Regions from separate parts of the Mus musculus genome. Here all the other regions are linked to region 1. The links are chromatin contacts, called in public HiChIP or PLAC-seq and promoter capture Hi-C maps. All regions are on one chromosome and are shown on one strand. The core of a region is the stretch at or near the end of the contact, and the rest is flanking DNA. Distances in the headings are between cores, read along the strand shown.

The links. Promoter capture Hi-C pulls out the DNA fragments that hold promoters and counts their contacts. HiChIP or PLAC-seq counts read pairs in DNA pulled down with a chosen protein or histone mark.
Region 2: a contact with region 1 is called in an H3K27ac HiChIP or PLAC-seq map of embryonic stem cells, with 4 times the contacts expected there. The contact joins the enhancer-like site here to the promoter of Capn5 in region 1. A contact is called at or near these places in 6 of 39 promoter capture datasets (the 3T3-L1 cell line, the C10 cell line, embryonic stem cells and 3 more), 1 of 15 datasets of contacts at CTCF or cohesin (large pre-B cells), 4 of 484 Hi-C or Micro-C datasets (the G1E-ER4 cell line, embryonic stem cells and pre-B cells) and 11 of 115 datasets of contacts at active chromatin or transcription factors (the SCID.adh cell line, astrocytes, bone marrow-derived macrophages and 6 more).
Region 3: a promoter capture Hi-C map of fetal liver shows a contact between it and region 1, with 2.4 times the contacts expected there. The contact joins the promoter of Aqp11 here to the promoter of Capn5 in region 1. A contact is called at or near these places in 13 of 39 promoter capture datasets (the 3T3-L1 cell line, the C10 cell line, cranial neural crest and 7 more), 1 of 15 datasets of contacts at CTCF or cohesin (large pre-B cells), 4 of 484 Hi-C or Micro-C datasets (the G1E-ER4 cell line, embryonic stem cells and pre-B cells), 14 of 115 datasets of contacts at active chromatin or transcription factors (the SCID.adh cell line, astrocytes, bone marrow-derived macrophages and 6 more) and 1 of 9 other capture datasets (pancreatic islet).

The regions. Positions count from the first base shown.
Region 1 is chr7:98,176,191-98,180,007 of GRCm38.p6, reverse strand. Capn5 (calpain 5) reads left to right here and starts at 1,734. Exons shown (of 13, transcript NM_007602.4): 1 at 1,734-1,964. Gm16938 (predicted gene, 16938) reads right to left here and starts at 2,814. Exons shown (of 3, transcript NR_045972.1): 1 at 2,520-2,814; 2 at 598-683.
Region 2 is chr7:97,754,576-97,758,706 of GRCm38.p6, reverse strand. No RefSeq gene overlaps it. Among named protein-coding and RNA genes, the nearest start is that of Aqp11, 18 kb to the right of the region's middle. Within about 2 kb of position 1,541, at least 116 of the 459 cell types and tissues checked have an H3K27ac peak or open chromatin away from gene starts, as enhancers often do. A contact at or near this core is called in astrocytes, embryonic stem cells, pancreatic cancer cells and 1 more, where this site is marked.
Region 3 is chr7:97,736,510-97,740,701 of GRCm38.p6, reverse strand. Aqp11 (aquaporin 11) reads left to right here and starts at 2,455. Exons shown (of 3, transcript NM_175105.3): 1 at 2,455-3,333. The coding sequence starts at 2,715.

The DNA of each region.
Region 1 (3,817 bases), core at 485-2,984:
CAGGAAGGTGGACGCTGCCAGAGATGGGCTCTGAGACAGGCCTCCCAGTCCAAGCCCGGTTCTAAGGCACCTGGGCCTAAACATCATGATGCAGGGTATGTGTCTCTGCTGCTGGAGACACTGTATCTTTATACAATGAGCAGGCTGGGCTAGAGGACAGTAACAGCTAGAGGGCCCCATAAGGACTTCCCAGGAGTTAAGCCAATGAGACCCCACGACTGCAGTGTGGGTGCTGCTTTGAGTTCTGCAGTACAGGTCTCATGTCCAAGGCCACACAGCTAAGGAGTCAAGGCAGAGCCCACGAATGAAACCAACACATAGTACCCTCTCCTGGCTCCATACTCAGAGCTATAGAAGAGAGTCAGAGCATTCTCTGGATACCATGGCTTTGTGGGCTGAAGAACACACTTTCCCAGACATGACCCCTGCTCTATCTCGGAAGATTTGAGAGGTGCCCTGACAGAGGTAATGCTACTTGCTACCTTGCTTGAGGACTTTGACTGAACCTTTTTGACATTTTTTGTCTCCACAATCACCATGTGCTTCTCCTAGAAAGCCCATTTTACAGACAAGGAAACTGAGACCATTAAAGGATATAGAACTTTCTCGGTAACTGGTGGAGTGAGCCCTTGATCCAGATCTGCTTTGTGGACCAAGGGCTTCTGGACAGAGACACGCTGAGGCTGTGTGGAGGCAATAGAAGAGCTTTTCTGTGGGGATGGAAAGAATGTAAAAACCCTAGGCCGGCGGCCATAGGCCAGGACTAGGGTAAATGGAGAGCGGAACCTAGTAGTCTTGGAACATTGTGCGTGGGTGGTGGTGGGTAGGGGGAACAGCAACATGGTTGGAAACTATTTGGTCAGTCAGGTAACCAGATGGAGCTACACTTAGGTGGCCAGGGACAGGGGTGAGGTAGAGGGCCGGATGACTGAGGTTGAGGTAATCATTAACAGAGACCAGGAAACTAGAGGGATGAGTGGGCCTGAGTTTCTGACCTGTGAGCGACTAGTATGACCAGGTCAGACAAGCTTTGTCTCTGTGGCCTTAGAGTGACCCAGCCTACTGTTGGCCAGCCCTGGTCATCTATAAATCTCCCTGGGATTCCCCCAAACCGCCTGGCCTGAGGAGATTGCAGTTTCCACTTCACAGAGTAAGAAACCAAGGCTTGGTGTATTCCAGGGCATTCTGAAGGCAGTCAGAGAGGGTCAAAAATCTGGGCCCTGCTGCTTTAGTCTACACTCAGAGCAGATAAATGCCCAGGACAGGACAGGTCTGGACAGGATAGGGCCAGCTTCCCTTAACTGACTGGGGCCCTCTGGACACCTCACCAGGGCCTACATTCCTCTTCTCCAGCTAAAATCTTGGGAATGGGTGTTTGGATACAAATGGAAAGGGAGTGGTTCTCATCTCATTGGGTCTTCCCATTCTCAGCTGCCCTGCCTTGGCCCTGTCTGAGCCCGGCTAAGATGCATACCCCAAGTCGGCCAACATTCTCTGCCAGCACTTAGTGGGGCACGCAGGTCCTCCAAGGCCAATGGCGAGGTAGGCAGCCAACGTCCCGGGATGCTCTCCTATCGCGGACAGCACTGGAGTGGGGTTTGAAGGAGTGTTGGGTCAGGGCCACCCTTTCAGTTTCGAGCCAGCACTATCGGGCGGCCTCAGGGAGGGGGGTGGGGGGGGGGAGGCACAGCCTCTCTAGTTCGCATGCGCAACAACCTCCCTTTCCCCGCCCCGCCCCACCCCGGGAGACCACGCCTCTGGCCTCCAATGGGAGGAGGCTGAGAGGAGGGGCGGGACAGACTGAAGCCCGGGGGTCCAAGTTCCAACCCCCGCCTGCGGGCTGCCGGGGTATCATCTCCCCGCAGAGTCCCAGGCTGTGGCGCGGGCTGGTCTAGCCTCCGCTCCAGTGCCCGCACTGTGCTCTGCATCCCGGGAGTCCAGCTCCAGCTGCGGCGACGCGGCAGGTAGGAGGCGCTGCGCGGAGGGAGGCGTGTGCGAGCGCACATTAGTGTGCGTTTGGGTGTGTGTGCAGGTGCAGCGCGGGCCAGTGCGTGCCTTGGGAGCACGAATCCGAGCAGGGGTTGTACATCCCGCGGATTCAGGGCTGGGAGTTGAGCGCTGGCCTGCAGGCCTAGGAGGCGGAGCCCCACCCCCACCCCACCCCCCAAAGATATGCCCGGGGCCCCTGAGCTCATCCCTACCTCCACCCGCAGCCCTGGGTGAGAAATCAACCTCACCTCCACCTGGGTGTTCTGAGGCCGCGTTCCCAGTGCAGAAGTGCTGGGGTGTGCTTATCACTGGTGGGCTAGACTCTAATCTTCCTTACAGGTCCCCTTTCCTGTCCTCACGCCTGTGCTCCTCAACCCATTAAACCTTCTAACCTTTCTAGATGTCCACATCCCATGGTTTGGAGTAGGCATGAGACCATGAGACCAAAGATCCCAGGTAGATGACCCTTCACCCCTTCTTGGCCACAATCCCCTAGTTGAATGGGGGTGGGGGGGGGGGCTCTTCCTTACCTTCAGGGCTGGGTGTGTGGCACTGGGAGCAAGGCGGGTCTGGCAGAAACTGGCTTTTTTCGGAGACAATTCAGGATTGATCCTATCTCCAGCTGTCAGGATTGGGGGTGGGGAGTGTAGGAAAGGTCCCCCTAAGGGGGCCCAGGGGTGGAGTGGGGCTGAAGAGCAATAACAGGTGCTCATTTGCCCTGGCAGTCTTTCCTGTGGTGAGAGTCAGCCCCAGACTTCACACAGATGAGCCCCAGCAGCAGAAGGGAAGGCAGCCTCTCTCTAAGGTGACCCAGCCAGAACTGGCACCCAGGATCCCAAGACACAAGCCTTGATCTCCTCTGTGCCAGAGGGTGGAACACTCAGCCAATGCCCAGGGCAGCTAAGTGTTCAGGGAGATCTTCCTGGGAAGCTCTGCTGTGCAAGGGAGGTTGAGGCCTCCCTGGATCCTTGCTGGTCCTTGCTGCAGGCTTAGTGTTTTGGGTGGAGGTGAAGAAGACCAGGGGGGGTCGGGTGTGGTGGGCCCAGCTGCTGCTACTGCCCTAGGCTGGGTCAGAGCTGAAGCCTGGGTGGAGCCTAACCTAAGAGGCTTCTCTTCCCACTGAGAGGATGGAGGGCCAACAGATGAGCTCCTGACTGGCGTGGTGAGAAGGCAGAGTCAAGCACAAGTCAGAGGGGCCATCCTTGCCTGGGAGCTGATGAGAGTTCATCTGAACAAGGACTAGGAAAAGTCCAACAAGGTGAAGAAAGGACCGTAGAGTCCAAACTACGAAACAGTCAGGCTAGGAAAGCTCACGGACAAACACAGGGTGTGACATTGAATGCCAGTCTGGACGGTGGGTGTGTCTGACAAGGACCATCTTTAGCTACCCTGGGGAAGAGGTTGCTATAGAGGTTACAGTAGGGAGAGCCCCACCCCCTTCCTGGCTGTTCTCAGCACCCACTGCAGGCTAGGTGTGACAAGTCAGGAGAGAACCCTCTGGGGCTCCCGGAACAGGAGTGGAAGGTCTAGGGGAAGCTTCACGGGCCCATTACTGGGTAAGAGCAATGTCTGCCTCTGAAACAGTACCAAACAGGTGGCAGTTGGGCATTGGTGGCAGGAAGCCTGTGGCTTTCAGTGGGACATCTGTGGGCTTCTCAGAAGCCTCTGCTGTCTCTGTCTTATTCTTCTCTAATTTCCCTGAATGCTCTTAGGATGGCTCTGAGATCTGGTCCCCCCAAAAGGAGGCCTTCCTTGTCCCCTCAGAGGGTGCTGGGAAGCCACTCTCCACCACCCTCTTGCCTGAACGGCCTGTCGTCTTCCTCCTGCA
Region 2 (4,131 bases), core at 292-2,791, 420 kb after region 1:
AATACTTCACATGCAGATATTCCTACACATCACAGCCAAGAAAATGCTTTAAAAACTCACAGTACTCCAGTGCATCTGTTTCTTAGCTTTTGCTTTCAGAAATCTAAAGAAGCCGGACGTGGTGGCACGCTCCTTTAATCCCAGCACTTGGGAGGCAGAGGCAGGCGGATTTCTGAGTTCGAGGCCAGCCTGGACTACAAAGTTAGTTCCAGAACAGCTAGGTTTATATAGAGAAACCCTGTCTCGGGAAAAAAAAAAAAATCTAAAGAAATGCCATTTTGTGACATCTTATTAAAATCAGGATTCAAACAAGGGTTCTTGCATGCATTTGAATATAATTTTTATTTATTTATCGTGTATGTGTTGGGGGAGGGGAGGCACACGAACCACATATGAATGTGGAGATCACAGAACAACTCTGTGGAGTGAGGTCCTTCCTTCCACCTTTCTGTGGGTTCAGGCAACTGAACTCAGGTTGCCAAGTATGTGTGGCAAGTGCCGTTACCCGACACCTGACGAGCCATCTCCGCAGCCCCAGCTTTTGAATTTTAAAATCTAGGACAATTCCCCTCATTCCACCTACATCCCTTGGTGTATTTGTTTCTTCTTGTGATGTTGATGCGATGATTAAACTAGTTCAGTTGCTTCATGGTCCACCTCATAGTCTGAATTTATCCACTTGTGTCTTTGTGCTGTCACTTAACCTCGAGCCTCTGGGGCTGAGAATGTAGGATACAGCTGGCAAGAAGGACAGACAGACAGACAGACAGACAAAAGAACGTGTGACTCTGCAGCAGTATAGGCTGGGTTTGGAAAGAGGCTGCAGAAGGGAGATCTCTAGTCCAAGAAACCAGGGAGCCTGTTGTGGGGTCATGGGCGAGGGTGGTTATAAGGCAGAAAGGGGAAAGGGAAGGTGCTGAAGATTTCACACTGTGTGGCCAGGTTGCCTAAGGGCCTAAAGAAATACGTGCAGTAAGGAGGCCTCTTGTGATTCCTGCACCTGGACCAGCCGGAACCCGGGGCAAGCCTTACATCATGGGTTACGTCACCTTATTGATCTCATTCCTAACAGACAATGGAAGAATTTCTTCTTGCCCAAACCTCCCAGTGGTTTGAACCAGAAGCTTTATAGTGGGATGATGGGAGAGCCGCAAGGACAAAGGCCAATTGTTGGCAATTGTTGGCCTCCCCTGAGCCAAGAGTGGTTTACAAAGCGATCTTTCTGAGGAGTCTGCCTGGGACTGATTGTACCGCGCATGTCAGGTGCTCTTACATAAGGCAGGGCCAGACCTCCCCCGCCCCCAGTCCCCATTTTGAAACCATCTTTCTCCTGCACCGTCCTCTTGAAAAGCCACCAGGACAACAGGAGGGGAAAGTGAACTTCTCCACCCGCTTCTTTCCTCACCCACCTTTTCATCCCCACATCCACTGGGATTTCTTTTGAGAGAAGGTTTTATTGTTTGGTTCTCTCAGGATCCCACCTCACAGGATCTTTGCGGGCTTTTCACAAATAAAACTGTGACTCACCCAGCCCTCTGCTGTGTTCAGCCCTGACAACGGCAGCTGTGTCACCGTCCTCCAGCCACCCAGGCAGACAGCAGAGAGCAGCCGGACTCTTTTCTCCACTGAGGCTGATATTTTCTCTAAATCAAACCACACCTCAGTTTGTTAAGAAATCAGTGGGACCAGAGAAGACAGTCCCTCTCGGCATGCAGCTTAGAAACGTAGAAAAAGCCAAGAATACTGGGGTCTTAGTATAAAACAAAACAACAATAAAACAAAACCAAAATTAAAAAAAAAAAATCCTCCTGTGACGTTATAGAGGGACGTTAGAACCGTTGCAGTATTGCCAGATTCTAGCATATATAAATGCCCACAGCTGGGAGCAAATGCATAGGAATGAAATTTATGAAACCATATCTACAGAGCCTCATGAACTGACATAAAATGCTATAGGCATTTCTCCGTTGCCTTGCGAGTGTGAGGACCTGAGTTTGATTCCCAGAGCCCATGTAAAAACGCCAAACATGGTGGCATGAGCCTGTGATCTCAGCGCTGGGAAGATAGACACAGGGATCTTTGTGGTTCCTGGGCTAGCCAGTTAGACGATTCTGTGAGTTCCAGGACAATGGAGACACGTTTCAAAGGAGGTAGACAGCTTTGCCCTCTGGCCTCTATAACTGCACACACACACACACACACACACACACACACACACACACACACACAGGTGCTCTATAGTATAAATCAAAAGGAGATTTCAGAGCAAAGAGTACGATTCCATTTTGGGGGACCAAGTACACACCTTTAATCCCAGCACTCAGGAGGCCGAGGCAGGTTGCTCTCTAGTCTCCAGAGTGAGTTCTAGGATACCAGGGCTACACAGAGAAAGTATCTAAAAAAAAAAAAATCCACTTTTGTTTTAAATATATACATGATTACAGATGCATATGCCTGCATATATTTAAAGACTAAAAAAAAAAAAACTGTCTGGAAAAATACAGGCTAAAGTTTTAATTTAAGCAGATTCCTCCCATAGAAAGAACACTGGGAAGTTTGCAACGGAAAGTTCACCTCTGCTTCATATACTTCTATATTTTTACATCTATTTTTAAAACCAACAAGGTAAAAAGAAAAAAAAAAAGAATAGTTAGATTGCTGTAAAGTAATTAAGACTGTATGCTGCACTTCCTGTGTGCCTGGCACGGGATGTGCACTTGACACGTGGACTCACTTGTTCCTTCAACATTCTGAAACACGAAGTACCCACGCTTGTGCCCCATGTTTGTGCCCAGAAGCCAGCCAGTGACTTGCCCAAAGCAATGTGGTGAGAGAGGGACAGAGCTGGAAATCAAACCAGACCTTTCTGACTGCCAAGCGCAAGCTCCTCCCACTGGCCGAGGACCACCCCTGCAGCGGGTCCTGGAGCACCATTTGGGCCAATTAACACACTGCCCTGTAGGTAGGTTTATTTTTAAACTTTACAGTGTGGAAATTTTCAAACATACACAGAAGAGTCAGGAAGTGATATAACGAACCACCAGTTATTTTAATGTTCTATTATGGCGTTATTATCCTGCATACATTATTTTTTTTAACTTTGATTATTTTGTGGGAAGGAGTGCACATGCTTATACATGTGGGTGGAACACTGGGTCTCCTCTTCCTGCGCTTTCTGCCTGCTGCTCTGCTGCTCCATGGTAGGATCTCTTCCTGACCCGGGAATTTCTCAGCTCTGCTGCGACCAGCAAGCCGCAGTGACCTGCCTGCCTCCGTTTCCCTCAGAGACAAGGTTATGATTGTCTTTGGATTCCTATTATTGTGATAAAACACCATGACCAAAAGCAACTTCAGGAGAAAAGGGTTTATTAGACCTACACATCACTGTGCATCACGGAGGATGTCGGAGCAGGAACTCAAGGCAAAAGCCTGGAGGCAGCGGCAGATGCAGGACCATGGAGAGATGCTGCTTACTGGCTTGCTCGCCATGGCTTGCTTGGCCTGCCCAAGGTGGCCACACCCACTCTAATCTGGATTCTCTCATATCAATCATCCACCAAGAAAATGCCCTACCGGCTTGTCCACAGGCCAGTCTGGTAGGGGTCAATGTGCACAAGGGAAAATTCTCCCAGCCATCCCTCCACCCACTCTCCAGCCCCGCCCATCCAGCTTCCTACCTTTGTTGTACAGTTTCCAATCTCCTCTACCTGTGACTGCTGCAGCACTCACATCCAGTCCCGTTCCCAGTGATACAGGCCGTTCAACACCCCTGTGCTTTGTACTACCTGGTAGAGACTGGAAATTATTCTGCAACATCAGAACAGCATGACTATGCTAGGGGCTCAAACTAATGTTTTCTCTTCGCCGACCACATACATTCCCACTGCAGGGACAGTGACATGGATGATGATGATGATCTATATTTCCTGCCCATCACAAAGGGTCACAGTCAACACCTTCACCCTAAAACACAGCTTAACAAGTGACATGTGTACACGTTCATTTGATCATAGCTTTACATGATTCATTGCCTTCAGAATGAAGAGCAAGGAGCCAGGCTGAAGTGTCCATTAAGTTAGATGAAGCATAGGTAGTTGACAAATGTGACTGGATTAATGGAAATGATCTAGT
Region 3 (4,192 bases), core at 1,206-3,705, 440 kb after region 1:
CTGATGCCCTCTCCTGGTGTGTCAGAAGATGATGACAGTGTACTCACATATATATACAATAAATAAATATTTGAGGGGAAAAAAAAAGACGTGTGCTACCACACAGGCTCAAATCTGGGATTCTTAACTTCAGTGCAGAAAAGAATTTCAGGATGAGTTGCTGTGAAGCAAACTGGAGTTTACAAAGAAGAGATTTTCTTTACACAGACTTCAATAGAAAGGCCCTCTTGGACAGGACAATAGCCAACCATAGTTTGGGTGTGGGCTTCTCAGGAATTGTAGTTAAGTGGCTTGGCCACAACTGCACACAATTGCATGTTGATTTTAGAAGCTTTTAGAATTCCATTGATGGAAGTTTTTCTAAGGGCTCCTTCCTATTATTACACACACACACACACACACACACACACACACACACACACACACATCCTTTTTGGTAAATATGAGTATAGAGTGAGTCATAAGATGTCTTGGATATGATTACAACCTGATGAGGTAAATCCTGGGTCACAAAGGTTATTCAAGGGAGATTAGATATATCTTTCACTAAATGGAGCTCCTCATGAGAAAACTAGAAAACTGGGGGAAAGGTTATGTTTCCTTAATCCCTATTCTAACATTCTCTCTCTCTCTCTCTCTCTCTCTCTCTCTCTCTCTCTCTCTCTCTCTCTCTGTGTGTGTGTGTGTGTGTGTGTGTGTGAGACAAAACAACCTTACAGCACTTATTGTTATATAATAATAGCATAAGGGCTACCGAAACAACATAAATAAATGTTTCAGACTGTGTTCCCATTAGAAGACTTTTTTTTTTTTTTTTCCCAAGACAGGGTTTCTCGGTGTAGCCCTGGCTGTCCTGAAGGTCACTCTGTAGACCAGGCTGGCCTCAAACTCAGAAATCTTTCAGCATGATCCAGCCCGGCTGTTTTCTTGTTTTACGGTGAATCTTGTCTGCATCATCTAATACGAGGTTCAAGTACTCCTCAATGCCAATAATGCAGCCATCTATCCCTCTTTCCCAATATTCACTTGCTCACACAGCCACACCGGAATCTGCCTGGCAAGTATCTGAACTTGAGGTTGGCGGACTGCACCATCACCCTCCACACCTTCTGTGGCCCTGGCCCTGGTATGCCATGGTTGGAAGTCACAAAGACCATCTAGGAGGAAGGTCGCCTCAGAAAGTGACTTCCAGAACTATTTTAATATTCCCTTTTTCCCCCCTTCCCTTTTGCTCCGGCCCCGCTCGCACTGGACCATAGGTTTTTTATTTGTTTTTCATTAAGGATGGTTGTGAGCCACCATGTGGTTGCTGGGATTTGAACTCACGACCTCCGGAAAAGCAGTCAGTGTTCTTAACCGCTGAGCCATCTCACCAGCACCTATTTTAATATTCTTATTTGGGATATCTATAAGGCAAACTTCACAATAGATGTTAACTGTGCTGGAATACTTGACTCTCAGCTGGTGCAAGACTTCAGCTCCAGGCTAGCTTCCTTTCCATGGCCCCTCAAACTCCCTTCTTTCCATCCTGCCTCAGGTTGTCCCAGGATTCTGGGAAGCCAACCAATCCAAGGGTTTCCTTCCCACACTGGATGCCAATGAGAACAAGCAAACAATGTTTTCTTAGTATTTTAATATCTCATGATGAAGATAACATAAACATTATAAACTTTGAGGACTTCATGCCTAAACCACCACCTGCAGGCAAGGTGCTTCCAGCAGGTAAAGGTGCCCAATTGAGGACTTGAGTTTGATCCCTGGGACCCACCTTGTGGAACACATGAGATTGGGCACAGCGACCCCCGTATGTATGTATGTATGTATGTATGTATGTATGTATATACATACATATATATATATGTGTGTGTGTGTGTGTGTATGCACATATATAAACATAAATAAGACAATTAGATAATTAAGCAAATGCATTCGATAAAAAATAAAACACAACATCCAAAGTTTGGAAATAGTGGCGATAGCTAGATAAAGTGTGAATATAATTAACGTCAATTTTACACATAAATGGATATATATATTTTCCCCCACACTTACGAAAAAAGTTCGAGTGTGGGTGAAGAAAACCAAAGCTCTAACACCTTGTCAAACCAGTCAAACCTCGGTTCTCACGCCCACTCCCAGTTGACCACAGCTCCTTCCCTGAGGGTCACCTCCTCGCTCCTCAACCTCAGTCTCTCCATTAGTAAAAACGGGGTGGCTGCAAAGATGACCTCTGGGGCTCCGTGGAGTACAGTTTCCGGAGTGTGCAAAGATCAAGGCAGAGTTCCCAAGCCACGCTCCGATCGCCACATGCTCTAGCACCAGCGTGGTGCGGTCTTAGGCTCGGGGTCCGGCGCTGAGAGCCCAGAGCTCGGGCGCCACGCGCGTGCGCAGTGGTCTCGGGGCCCTGGCCCTGTGCTGAGGGAGGCGGCGGAAGGCGGGTGCGCGTGGGGCTCTACAGACCGTTGTCCCCTCCGCCAGTGCCCAGGGACAGCTCCCTCGCCGCCTCCTTTCCCCCGCCCTCCCCCCCTCCCCGGCTCAGGTCACATCTGCACAGCGCAGCCGGGGAGGGGAGGAGCCCTCCAGCGCGGAACCCGGGCTCTCCACTCGGCCCGCCCCTGAGGGGCGTGGGAGGGCGGGGCGGCGGACTTCGGACTCCAGCCCCCGACGCTCCTCTGTCCCTGCCGCCCTCAGCCATCCCCAGCGGTGAGGGAGCCATGTCCGCGCTACTGGGGCTCCGGCCCGAGGTGCAGGACACCTGCATCTCGCTGGGGCTAATGCTGCTGTTCGTGCTGTTCGTGGGGCTGGCCCGCGTGATCGCCCGGCAACAGCTACACAGGCCCGTGGTCCACGCCTTCGTCCTGGAGTTTCTAGCTACCTTCCAGCTCTGCTGCTGCACCCACGAGCTCCAAGTGCTGAGCGAGCAGGACTCTGCGCACCCCACCTGGACTCTGACACTGATCTACTTCTTTTCCTTGGTGCATGGCCTGACCCTGGTGGGCACAGCTAGCAACCCGTGCGGCGTGATGATGCAGATGATTCTGGGGGGTATGTCCCCCGAAATGGGTGCCGTGAGGTTGTTGGCTCAGCTGGTTAGCGCCCTGTGCAGCAGGTACTGCATAAGCGCCCTGTGGAGCCTGAGTCTGACCAAGTACCATTACGACGAAAGGATCTTAGCTTGCAGGAATCCCATCCACACCGACATGTCCAAAGCGATCATCATAGAGGCCATCTGCTCCTTTATTTTCCACAGCGCTCTACTGCACTTCCAGGAGGTCCGAACCAAGCTTCGCATCCACCTGCTGGCTGCACTCATCACCTTTTTGGCCTATGCAGGTTTGTTATTCCTACCAAACACTTGGCAGTCCGGAGCCTCTATGACCAGAGGTTCTAAGTTCTTTACCGATACATTTGAGCACCCCCTGCACCCTACCCTGGGCCACTTATTATTCTAACCACCTTGCAGCCTAGCAGTTGGAGCCAACATACAGATCTTCATTCATTGCTGTTTTGAACACCCAGAGAAAGCAGACACTCCGGTGCCGAAACTAAGATCGTGGCAGATTACTGCCAAAGGCTTAAATAGCCCACAAAGGGATTGTTTTAATGTTAGAAAGGCAGCTTATCAGTTACGGCTCTCATGCCAAGGTGGTATAGATTGCTTCTGACACTCTTACTGAGAAACGATCCGGTCAAAAAGTTCCTTCGAGCTTAAAGTGCACGATAGGTCAGTAGTTGACCGCGAGGAGAAGCAGTTCTGTAGCTGCATTCACGTCCTACTTTTTTCCTACAAATTACTTGTCATATTCCTTATGTGGAGTTGCACGTGGACTTTTAAGTAGACTCCCATGAAAGGTGTGTTTCAAGTTTAAACTGTTCTTGTTTTGTTTTTACGAGACAGGGTTTCTCTGTGTATCCCTGGCTGTCCTGAAACTCACTTTGTAGACCAGGCTGGCCTCGAACTCAGAAATCCACCTGCCTCTGCCTCTCAAGTGCTGGGATTAAAGGCGTTTGCCACCACAGTCCGGCTCAAGTTTAAAATGTTTTTAAAGATGCTCTTTAAAAACAAATCATTCTCAGCTGGGTGTGGTGGCACACGCCTGTAATCCCATCACTCAGGAAGCAGAGGAGGAGGATAATGTTAAATTCGTTGTCAGACAGTGCTAAATACTGAAACCCGGTCTAAGGAAAACAA